2 separate regions of the Bombyx mori genome follow, and region 2 is linked to region 1. Evidence: chromatin contacts called from public Hi-C data. All regions are on one chromosome and are shown on one strand. Each heading gives the region's core, a stretch centred on a gene start, on an enhancer-like site or on the middle of the called end of the contact. The rest is flanking DNA. Distances are from core to core; before and after follow the strand shown.

Region 1 (6,757 bases), core at 2,895-5,394:
TTACCATTCGTATTCCCGCCAAAAACTTGACACCAAAGATTACTATATGAAGATAGCACAAACAGACCATAGAACACAGATTATATTAAATACTATGTTAGATACAAAAAAATCTATCATGACTTTTGTATTTAAATATTTTATATACTAATATCAAAGGGATAAAGACACAAATTACTTTACTTAAAAGACACAAATTACTTTAGACACTTTAATTTAAAATTAAAATAGCTTTATTAACTGTTTTTGATGTTGTTTAAAAGCTACATTGAAATTCACGATTTTATAAATGTTAGATTTAGAAGTCTTACTACGTTTAGTTATCTGAGCATAGAATGTTTCGCTTCGTAAATTCGTCTTAATAATTGACAACAGACAGGGATATGGTAGTTGAGCCGTTGCCAAACACGGTCGTCAGTCACGTACTTCAGAAAAAACGCACGTCCTACCATTGAAAACGGTTTAAGAGACTAAAGTTTCTCCAAAGGTTTCAAGGTTGACGGCGCCACTTTGAAATATCTATGAGCTCCAAGATGAACCCTAAAATCGGCATCACATCTTCTTGCCCTAATGAGATAAGGGATATCCTACATGTTGAGATGTCCCTTACGTGAAGTCGGCTCAGCATATACTCTTCATCTCTTTAATGCTGTTGGGGATTTGACATAAGTTTAAATTTAAGTTTCGATTGACATCAGTCAATCCTCCTTAAATTAAATCTCCATTGGTATACCTATTACAACGTGCCGTAGGTAAGGGACATTTCTGTTTCTTATTTTGGTTTTTTCTTTTACTACATCCGTTTTTGATTGATTAACTGTTATCGTCAGCACATTTACTGAAATGAAAATTTTACCAAAGTTTAATATCATATACGACACATATTATATTCGGTATAGACCGATAACAGAATAAATAATAAGTATTTTTGTGTCGGCTACACCCTCGCGCCATATGGACAATAACTCTGGCCATAGTACCGCGTCATAACGAGTTTATGGCACGCTTACCGAACCACTGCATTTGGAATCAATTATATTATTATTAAAAAGCAAAATCTTTAAATATGGAATTTTATTAACCAATTACCGATGACTACTTTGAATTTTTATTTATTTATTTATAATAGGGAACAAATGACATATTATTATGGTCTTCCGGCCCCAATTTAGGATCCCCTGTGTTATGCGAACCAGAGACTGACAAACATATACGTTTAATACCTACGTTTTAATACTGTTACGCGTTGGGGGTTCGGGATAAATAAAAATTCTACCGGAGTACAACTTTTTACTGGTGGTAGAACCACTTGTGAGTCCGCACGGGTAGGTACCACCGCCCCGCCTATTTCTGCCGTGAAGCAGTAATGCGTTTCGGTTTGAAGGGTGGGGCAGCCGTTGTAACTATACTGAGATCTTAGAACTTATATCTCAAGGTGTGTGGCGCATTTACATTGTAGATGTCTATGGGTTCCAGTAACCACTTAACACCAGGTGGGCTGTGAGCTCGTCCACTCAACTAATCAATAAAAAAAAAAACAACTTAAAAACTGTATTCAACACTTCGAACACTTAAACACTTCACAAACACTTTAAAATTCTCAATTCACTTCATCCGCTTCGCTTCAGGTGATCCGTTCGCTGTTTCGCTTCGAGTAGTTCCGATTACTGATTGACTACGTGCCATCCCTGCAGCCCTTTTATAGTCGATACCACATCCCTAGAATTATCGAGAATATTCCACACGTCTCTGGTATTGTGTTTCCCCTATCTGGCAATAGATAGCATTGCACTTCTCGAGCGTTCTAGGTGCTACTAGATCCTTCGATATTCGTACGACTATTCGGCGATAGAGGGCGTTACTCTTACCGGCGTAACAATATATACACACATAGATAATAAACACCCAGACAAAGAGCAAATAAAGCTGTTCCTCAAACGAATGTTTGCCCGATGTGGGAATCGAACCCGCGACCCTCGGCGTAACAGTCAGGGCCGCTAACCACTGCATCACCGAGTCAATTCTGAAGTTTCCATTCATTTAAGTAATAGGGCTTATTTTGAATTCAAACTTATTAAAATTATTGCAAACTTACTCATATTAAATACAAAATCAAATAGACACATTTACGGGTAAGCGGAATCGTATTCGTTCTTCGAAGTTATGCGCATGGCTGTTTACGTTAGAAATATTAAGGAAGTTGGTCACACTGCTACTGTAAGAGACTTTTTGCAATTACAACCCTTTTTACAAAAAAACTAAAGTAGAGATTTTAAAAAATAATCGATAAATTAATATCGCAGACAAATAATTACTTGTGCAACATTTATTTATTTAATTAAGAGTTGCCTAAATCTGTATTGGAAAATCAAAAATATTCCTTCGTAAAGTTTAAACGTAGTTCATTTCTTGGTTGAACGAACATTTTTATGACAGAACCTAAGTCTGAAATTGAATAATAAAACCAGTTGAATTTCTTGAGTTAGCCAAATGCTTGCGATATTTTCATATTTGGATGTATGTAAACAATAAAAAAAAATAGCATCTAAGCAATAAAAAAAAAATATGTAAAAGAATAAGCACTATTTACCTTGCTAAAATCAAGCAAAGTAATGTACATTACAAATAATATTCATTTAGTTTTTATAGACGCAGTACAATAATACCGGTCCCGAAATCTAAACGATGATGCCTAGCTAACCTAGAAATCAACTGACCGGAATAGCGATGTCGTGTGACGCGGTGGATACCAGTCAGCTCATCAGCTGTATACTGCGGGCTCATACTAAAATAACAACCAATTATAATAAAACCATTCCCGTCAGCTTACTTTAACAAAGATTATTTTCATAATTGTTAGGAGTACTCTATTTTTATCGGCACATGACAACGTTGTCATACGATTATCACAAACTCAAAATATTATTATGTTTCATAGAGCAACAAAAGACTCGCTTGCTCGAAACAAAAGCCACTTATCTATGGTTTTTTTTAAATGTTGTCAGAAATATCCACAGACTAACAGAAATATGTAGAATTGTGAAAACAAAAATACCTACCTATGACGAATAAAAACTGCAGTTTTTGACGAACGATCTTGAGATTAAAAACATAATAGTAAAAAGTGATTTTCTTTAAAATCTCAAATCATGATAATTCATCTTCGTCTTCTAGATTACGCCAATAAATACTTATCGTGTCAAACAGTTGTAATAAGCAGAGGGACAGAAAAAGAGGACATGATTAAAATTGTTCCATTATATTAGTAATAATAATAATAAATCTTTATTTCAGTAACAACCATACATATTGTTAGTTTTACCTAAAATCTATGTTAGCAACTTAAAACATTGCACATTCATTATCTGACTCCATATATAATTTCTTCGAGTCTTCGAAGATTGCAAGCATACTGCAAAGACTATTTGCTAGCAGTTCCTCGATCTTTCTTTTTAATATTATGTTACTACAAAACCAAAAAAGAATACTGTAAAACTCCATTAAAATTAACACCTATGATTTAAAAAAAAACAATGCATTGACGTCCATTAAATGTAATATTTAATTAAAAATACGTTCTACGACTCTTTTAACAGTTCAGTTAGTCTAAGGTACACAACCAAAATAAACCGAAATATTTGAAAACAATGCGATCACAATTCGAAGCCATAATCGTCGGGTCGCTTGGAACTTCAATCGGTAACGGCTAGAGCACCGAATGCGACCGACCAAATTCGACAATAACCTATGAATTCATATCACGCAAACTGGTTTAGTTCCATTCCACTGAATCACACAACCGATCGTATGCTTCGTTTCAAAGTTACGAATCACAATTGCGGCAAATTGTTTTACTTTCGTTTTTGGTGCTATTTTAAGGTTAAGTGCATTGATCTCATTATGTTTGTGACAGACGCAAATTAATTTATCTATTGACCTCATTAAAAAACACTTTCTTTCCGTCCTTCCGAGCAAACATGAGCGATAAAATGATAAACAAGAATAAATTTGCGTACTTTAAAATAGAATAAGCAATACTGTTTTGTTTAATTATAAAAAATACGCAGTGACTCGGGGTCTACTGCACTTAGCAACTGTAACAGCTGTTCGGTTTACTGTTATGTGCCAATCGAAGTATTACACCTAGTGTCGCTTAACGCCATCTATTGATCAATCACATAACTAAACACAAAAGATATTTTATTTAACACCAATGAAATGTTACGTGAATAAAATATATTATCAGACATGTCTACACTGCCTACTTCTATAATATATTTTAGTTAAATTATCTGAAATTTTGTTCTACAGTAAATCGACGCCGCGGTGTTACGTGAAAATAAACGTTAATTAATTATAATCACTATTAGTATCAGAAGTAGCAAGTAAATCTATACATACAAAGAAAGTAATTTGGAGTGTCTGTTTGTAATAATAAAATAACCACTTTTTACTAGATACGTAAGTATGTATACACAGTACATATACCAAAATAACATTTTTTTTTTAATTTTGTTTGTCTTTCTGTCTGTTTGTTTGTTCCGGCTAATCTCTGGAACGGCTGGGGCGATTTTGGAGGGACTTTCACTGATAGGTAGCTGATAATATAAGGAGTAACTTAGGCTACTTTTTTAGAGTAGTTTATTAGAGTAGTAATGAATAAAATATACCAAAAGGTATCAAATACAATAATTCGAATAACATTTACAGCAGCACACTGTGAAATTACTTATAAGCTGTATTGAACAGAGCATTAATCAGAAGAATCATTTAAATGACCGTGGGGCTAACGCAAACGCTTATATGAAAATCCTAATCTCCCAACGGTTTAGATTGAAGTGCCCTTAAAGTTAATTTTCGTAAAATCTTACGGTCTGTTACTCATTTGACCAAAAACAAGAGACCCTTCAAATGCTATAAGCAACCGTGTAATCTAAGTGGCTCTTTGAAGTCGCAGGAGGTGGGGTGGCTCATGTTACGTTGGGATTTATATGTAGAAATACGTTTCGTGGTAAGTGTATCTGGTTGTCAACAAATCCGGAGACAAGTTGGAACATTCTGCAGTCACGAGGAATAGTAAAGATGTGTTTCACACGAAATAAAATATGTATGCGTGCTACATCATAGCGATATTGTCAGAATTTATCACGCATTCATACTGAAAGGTGTTCGTGTGAGGGAAAAAAAATTTAAAGGAAAAAGAATAAGATTTTATTTTTAAATATATAAATTTTTTTCCAGTGAATTCCAATAAATAAAAAACAATATGTCGTGTCCCTACTATATAGGTCTATGGCCTTTTTTTGCTCTATGAAACATATTTTGAGTTAGTGATAATAGTATGACAACGTTGTGATGTCCTGATAAAAATAAAATACTCTAACAATTATGGGAATAATCTTTGTTAAAGTAAGCTGACGGGAATGGTTTTATTATAATTGGTTGTTATTTTAAGTAAAGTAAAGTAAAGCATGAAAGAGATGCGAATGTTGAGATGGATGTGTGGAGTGACAAGAATGGACAAGATAAAGAATGAGTATATCAGAGGAAGTGTGAAAGTGGCCCCGGTAAGCAACAAATTAAGAGCGGACGGTTAGCGAGGTATGGACATGTGATGCGTAGAGAGAAAATGCATGTGACTAGGAGATGTATGGAAATGGTAGTGCAAGGTAGAGGGGGAAGAGGTCGACCGAAGAAGACATGGATGGAGTGTGTGAATGACGATATGAGAGAAAGAGGAGTGAGTGTTGAGATGACGGCTGATAGAAGAGAATGGAAGAGAAAAATTAGCTGTGCCGAACCCACCTAGTGGGATAAAGTGGAGAAAAAGAAGAGAGGTTGTTATTTTAGTATGAGCCCGCAGTCTACAGCTGACTGGTATCCACCGCGTCACACGACATCGCTATTCCGGTCAGTTGATTTCTAGGTTATTTAGGCATCATCGTTTAGATTTCGGAACTGGTATTATTCGGAGGAAGCAAAAGTTTCAAATGAACGTCCTATGAACCACGATCACATTTCCGGATGCTGATTAGCCTTGTTAACTTAACGTATGACACCTATTTTACAAATCTGCACAGTGGCTAATGATGATAAATGAATTAATTTTATCGTTTTACTGATTTTTGTAATGCAAACTACAATCGCTGTCTAAATATTAATGTTTTTTCTCCTAAACCAGATATTCTTAATGGATCGCCAAAGAAAACGGCAGGCTGTGATAGGATAGCCGTTAGGCTGCATCCTTGTAATTCGAGACAGAAAATCCTTAAATATATTGGGCAATTATCTAATGCTGATTTACGACATATTACTACCCCCAATATTAACTTATAACTAGTGGTCGCTCTGTAGTCGAAATTCGACTATAATTCATTGAAATAATAAGCTTGAACATGATTATGGTTCTATTGTCAAAGACTTTACTTCTATGATCACAAATTTTGGCAAGGCTACAAACTATAGACAAATAAAATTAAATACAAAGAATAACAAAAGAGTATATATGCGTGTGTAGGTGTTTCGCATACATGTTGTGTGTGTAATGTTTTATTTATTGATTTAATGTATTATTTATACATAGTAAAAAAAATTCGTTCTGCACTCTCTACCTTATCTGTATTCTCTATAAGTGCAGGGAAATTTCATACTCCTCCGTCCGCGCAATTTTCGTAAAAAGGGGTACAAAGTTTTTGCTTCACCTATTAATATATAGATGACTTAACTTCCTTCTTCGATAGCTTTAGAAAGAAGCTTG
Region 2 (6,757 bases), core at 2,827-5,326, 250 kb before region 1:
AAAAGTATCTACCATAGTTACACAACTATTATACGAGGGCTGCACTAAAAGTATCGGGAATGGAATATTTCCACTGTTCCTGTCATATTAAAATATTTTTAATTGAAAACTCTTTGGTTTTAAAAATCGAATACCATTTATTTATTTAAAAAAAGATTCTCGGTCTTGTCACGAGGTTTTGTCAAACTTGTTTAGTCGTTGAGAAAATGGAATTGACTCGAGAAAATTCAAGAGCGATGATTTATTATGACTTTCGAAGTGGTTTAACACAAAAATAGTGTGTTGACCGGATGATTTCTGCATTTGGTGATGAAGCCCCATCCAAAACCACAATTTATCGCTGGTTTGCTGAGTTTCAACGTGGACGTGTCAAGCTAAGTGATGATCCCCGTCAAGGTCGTCCAAAAACTGCAGTCACCCAAGAAAACGCTGATGCTGTGCGTAAGCTGATTGAGGAAGATCGACATGTGACATACCGCGAAATTCAGGTAACTTTAGACGTTGGCATGAGTCAAATACAAATAATCTTGCATGAACAATTAGGTGTAAAAAAGTTGTTTTCCCGATGGATACCGCATTCGCTCTGCGAAGAGCAAAAAGCGGCTCGCGTTACTTGGTGCGTCAGAACTCTCGAAAGATTCCACGCAGGATCCTCAAATGCTGTATACAACATTGTATCAGGTGACGAATCCTGGATATACGCGTACGAACCCGAAACAAAAAACCAGTCACGAGTTTGGGTGTTCTAAAATGAGTTAAAGCCAACAAAAATTGTTCGTTCACGGAGTGTTGCAAAAAAATGGTGGCCACGTTTGTCTCCAAAACCGGCCATGTTACGACTATTCCTCTTGAGGGGCAAAGAACGGTTAATGCAGAATGGTATGCTAGCATTTGTTTGCCACAGGTCGTTTCTGAACTCCGTAAAGAGAACGACAACCGCCGCATCATCCTCCATCACGACAATGCGAGTTCTCACACCGCGCACAGAACAAAAGAGTTTTTAGAGCAAGAAAACATAGAATTATTAGACCATCCGCCGTACAGCCCCGACCTAAGCCCTAATGATTTCTATACTTTCCCTAAAATAAAGAATAAATTGCGTGGACAGAGATTTTCATCACCTGAAGAAGCTGTGGACGCCTACAAAACGGCCATTTTGGAGACCCCAACTTCCGAATGGAATGGTTGCTTCAATGATTGGTTCCATCGTATGGAAAAATGTGTCAAATTTCGCGGAGAATACTTCGAAAAGCAATAAATAAATTTTTAAATAGTAATATTGTGTCACTTCGTTAATTCCCGAAATTTTCAGTGCCGCCTATGTATCTGTCTAACGTTGAATACTTTCATTGAGAATAATAAAAATATTCAATTGGCAGCCGCCTAGTCACTGCGAACACTTTGAACTAAGCTACGAATAAATATTTATTTATTCGTAGGAACTAAGTAATTTTTTTATTATTTTATCTTAAAATTTTTCAATCAATTTTTTATTATCTTATTTTATCTTTTTTTTTTATCTCTCCGAAATAGGAAGCCTTCGTTAGACTAGCAGGACCTGTTTTGAATGCGGAAGTTAGAGGAGACTAAATGGAAAATAGTATTTTTCTAAGTAGGTACCGTAAGTAGCCAGTCACCGTCTCTTAGACTATTCGGATTACGTTCTGCCCTCGCTGACTACTTAACTTGATTAACCCAGAGACACAGCCCACTGAGTTTCTCGCATGATCTTCTCAGTGGGTCGCGTTTCTGATTCGGAGGTAAATTCTGCGAAGCACTGCTCTTGCTAGGGCTCGTGTTAGCAACATCTCTGGTTTGAGCCTCGAGAGCTCACCTACACGCTAGGGTAACGCTGATATAGCCTCTCAAGGCTATCAGCATACATACGAAAAAAAAACTTTCCATGGGGTCGGTTTCGATGCCGTATCTATAGGTACTTAACTACAAGCTAGAACACCTACTATAGATGGTGCGTATGTTTCAGTTTTCGATGATAGTTTCAAATAATTATAAACGAATTTGATTGAATTTACAGTTCGGTCTTACTGGTTACTAAAGTTAACAAACTTCACGTTCAGCCAATATAGCTTAGATGTATGACCGAACTCACGGCTTACTTTTTGTTAAGTGGTTACGGACAGTATTGGATTTAGACTAGTGACATTAGATACCCTGGACTGGGGTAGAAAATTACCATAAGGTACTAACACAAGACTTGTTGTTTCGAACTGTGATTGACACATATTCATTATATTCAAATCACATTCAAAATACTTTTTAATTTGTTTATATTTAGTTTGAAATACTTATCTAGGGTTTTTTTTGTATCTTTTTTTCTATCTGTTTATTTAATATATGTATCTTTAGTTCTGTTCGCTTGTTCTACTTGGGGCTTCGACTTATCTTTCCTATCTATATCTATCTGTCTCTCTATATCTATCACGATAACAGGCAGTTGGCACAATATAAAAAAATAATCATAAACATCACCTTATTCGTCCATCTTAACGAAATTTAAAAAGTGTTACAAACATAAATATCGAAAATAATTAAACGAAAATAACAAAGGCGTTATCAAACTATATAATTAGTTTTAATAGAGTCTTAAATCATTTTCAAAAATCACACTAATTAATTGTCATGTTAGCTTTAGAAACTATTCTATACAATGTTCAGAAACGCGCTGTATACTTATATTATTAGGAAGCAACCCTCCCAAGCGGCGCACCCTACTTTGAGGATCAATTATTGAGAGGGTCGAATGCAAATGCTTCACATTACGTTGTATTATACACCATTCTTTATAGTGTGATACTATTAGATTCCATAAATTTTGACAATATCCCGTAAACAAATTTCGTACTAATAAATACATTATGTGCATTATTAATGATTCATTTTCACACATTTAAATCCTACGTTGTAGTATCGGGTTTTGGAATTAGCTCAAATTGTAATCGAGTCACGAGGGTAGATTTCTGTATGGGTCTAGAATGAATTGACTTAAAAACTTATTCAACCTGAATTGAAAATCTCCTCCTTTTTGTTTAAAGACAATTGATAATAGGAATATCCGTTTTTTTTCCATGTCTATTCTAGTAACCTCGAGGGGCTATTCTAGATTTGGAGTTAGTAGGTGAGCTCACGAGGCTCAAACCCGGGGTGTTGCTAACACTGGCCCTAGCAAGAGCAGTGCTTCGCGGAATCTACCACCGGATCGGAAACGCGACCCACTGAGAAGATCCTGCCAGAAACTCAGTAGGCTGGGGGAATATCCGTTTTTTTTATTTTAAAAAGTATAATAAAATTGTTGAGTCTAAAACAATTGAACGTAGTAAACACTGCGATTTATATGGTTAGATTAAAAATTAATATTAATCTAATACTCTATGTCATATCTCTATTCAAACGTTCTGAGGACCTTAGAGGATTCTTAACGGTAGGCAGCGGCTTGGCTCTGCCTCTTGCATTACTGACGTCCATGGGCGACGGTAACCACACATGCTCGTCTGCCTACAAGGGCAATAAAAAAAAAGACTTTTTTTTATTGCTTAGATGGGTGGACGAGCTCAGAGCCCACCTGGTATTAAGTGGTTACTGGAGCACATAGACATCTACAACGTAAATGCGCCACCCACCTTGAGATATAAGTTCTAAGGTCTCAGTTTCGAACCGAAACGCATTACTGCTTCACGGCGGAAATAGGCGGGGTGGTGGTACCTACCCGTGCGGACTCCCAAGAGGTCCTACCACCAGTGAAAATTAACCACTGCATTTACGATTAATAACGTCAATTCATAATTCTCGAATAAAATTAATTTTAAATTCAAAGTTATAGATTTTTTTTCAATGGTTTCAGATTACAGACTTCTGTCATTTAAAAAATTTAAAATAGCGACATCTATCTACTTTGCGGTGCAATGTTTGTTGGTTTCAAATTGAAACACCTCAAATGATTCATAACTTGATCGCTAGATGTCGCTGTTTTAGAATTTATTTTACTGATCCGGTTAATAGATGGCATTAGGTCGACAAAACGCCCGAACGTCCCATCCCATTAATTTGCAATTAACATATTCATAGTGCCACGCGGTCAATCATCTCTAAACATTGTTCGTACTGGCACTAATTCATAGTTAACCGCGACGTTATTTTCTGTAGGCGTGCGAGCGATAGAAAATGTCCGTAATAAACGAAAGTAATCTCTTTGGGTTGTTACTGTGCGTTTCCCGTATTCTAAACAAAGAGAAATATTCAACATGCCGAGTACCTACTCGCACTCAAGTATACTTATTTCAGTTGTGTACCTATTAATTAATTCGTTTTGTTTTCGTAATATGATTATTATGAATAGAAGTATTACTGAATTTGATGTGTAGATGCGATCTGTGATAAAATACTTATCCTATATACTTTAAATATCCATTTACAATTTGGCTCTATTGAAATTACAGTGTCATGATATTAATCAAATAACTAGACTATTCATTCTAATATAGAACAAGTAGCAGGTTTAGTTTACGAATGCCTTTTAACGTAATACATTTTTCATAGTTTTATATAGACAAAAAGAATAAAAGGTTACAATCTATTGAGCGGCATGATATAACTAAATAGAAAACACATGAGCTGTAGAGTGATTAGGCAACTGTAGTATGAGCGATACGATTGCGTATTACATACGTATGCATATCGATAAATAGATAACGTAAAACCTAAACCGATAGATAAAAGTCGAATGTGTTCTGATTGAAAATTACGCTTAAGAACTATTTTCGTACGACAATATGTGCAATCAGTTTTTAATGCAATGCGTTGGTATTGATTAACTTAATCAATCGATGCGATGTTATTTATGTAATGATATTGGGTACTTCAGAATGAATTAACAATAAAATGCTTGACTACGTTTTATGTTATATGTTTAATAAGAAAACAACATTTAAAGCCCTTAATCTAATAAAATTAATATTTTAAACAAACTATACTTTCTTTTTACTGAATCACAGACTTCGCTGAAAGACACAAAGGGAAAAATCCTTTTTTAAAAATTAATGAGTTTTAAATAATAAAGGGTTTTTTCTTTACACGTATCTACTATATTCATTTCGTGGCATAATGCGTTGACATTGTCCTTGACCCTTCGATGATTAAAATACACCTTTGTCCGCTTAGATAGCTATCATGGGAATTAAAACATAACATTCAAATTAACCACTTACATTCGTTTTGGCGAACAAATAATCCGTTCTTGTTTTAAAGGTGTATCTCTGTTAAAAAGATTTATTCGTATTTCGGTATTTAGTATTTATTTAATTCACTAGAGATATCAACTTAATATCTCAATGCATTAGGGATACCGGCTGTCATTAAACAAGCAGTTGGCGCGTTTATCTATGCTAATAAAAATAGCTTTTAACTAACGCGTGTTGCGATCAAACCTCGCTCAGACATGTGTGTACTATCAACAGAATATTCATGTGTACGTAACTTTACTTATCGTTCACTATAAGCCGAAACTAATGGATCACGGTGAAGCCATAATTTAACGGGTAAGACGTCTCGTGATGCCTGCACGGGTTAGCACGACCGCCCTGCCCAATTCTGCCGCAAAGCAGTAACGCATTCTGTCTGAAGGGCTTCGCAGCTGTTGTAGAATAGAGACTTAAAACTCACGTCTCAAGGTGGGTGACGGTATTTGCGTTTTGATGTCCATGGGTTCAACCGTCTAAGCTATAAAGAATGGTATGGAATTTTTTTGCCATCCGTTGTATATGGGAGTTTGCGTGTTGATGGTAAGTGATTACCGTTGTTTATGGATGCAAGTCATGCCAGAGTACAGTTGAGAAATTGCCATGTATCCGAGAAAGGTTCTATCGACGGATGATATTTTAAAGAACTCTTTTTTTATTCACACAGTTAATATAATTCAATGAGTACATATTATAATTATAATTTAGTTCGAAAATAATTAAGGCATATTAGAAGTATATGAGACGTGAAAAGCGTTTGTAAATGTAATTTGGGTTTTTGAGCACTTTATAATGTGAATAATGCATGGAATGTGTATAAGAATATGCCGGTTTTAATGGCAACGTTTTGCTCATGGATGATTACTAACGCGTCCCCAGATGACTGACACAAATTCATAGCTATAAATGTTATTTGATAATTGCAAAATACATAATTTAAACATTATAGATGATATTTAAAAAAAGCGCTTAATTTTAAGCTTAATTTTAATCTCACACTCGCAAACATTCAATCCAACGAGATTGTTTTATATATTTCAATTATTAAAAAGGCATAGTTTACATTAAAGTAATATATTATCACAGTTTCATTTCTTTGTGTGTGGATGGATTGCTTTATATTTAGTAGCATTATAGTATTTTAGTACATAATAAAAAAAATATAGATGATATTTAAAGAAAGCGGTTTATTTTTAATCTCACACTCGCATACCTTCAATCTGGTTTTATTGGTGGTAGGACCTCTTGTGAGTCCGCGCGGGTAGGTACCATCGCCCCGCCTATTTCTGCCGTGAAGCAGTAATGCGTTTCGGTTTGAAGGGTGGGGTAGCCGTTGTGACAATACTGAGACCTTAGAACTATATCTCAAGGTGTGTGGCGCATTTACGTTATAGATGTCTATGGGCTCCATTAACCACTTAACACCAGGTGGGCTATGAGCTCGTCCACACATCTGAGCAATAAAAAAAATCCAACGAGATTGTTTTATATATTTCAATTATTAA

What was found. Hi-C and Micro-C count contacts between places; a contact is called where the count stands out from the background.
Region 2: a Hi-C map of whole pupa shows a contact between it and region 1, with 2.4 times the contacts expected there. The contact joins two enhancer-like sites. A contact is called at or near these places in 2 of 7 Hi-C or Micro-C datasets (posterior silk gland and whole pupa).

The regions. Positions count from the first base shown.
Region 1 is chr18:11,283,123-11,289,879 of ASM3026992v2, reverse strand. No RefSeq gene overlaps it. Among protein-coding and RNA genes, the nearest start is that of LOC134200583, 34 kb to the right of the region's middle. Within about 2 kb of position 4,144, at least 7 of the 8 cell types and tissues checked have open chromatin away from gene starts, as enhancers often do.
Region 2 is chr18:11,531,845-11,538,601 of ASM3026992v2, reverse strand. No RefSeq gene overlaps it. Among protein-coding and RNA genes, the nearest start is that of LOC134200529, 36 kb to the left of the region's middle. Within about 2 kb of position 4,076, at least 8 of the 8 cell types and tissues checked have open chromatin away from gene starts, as enhancers often do.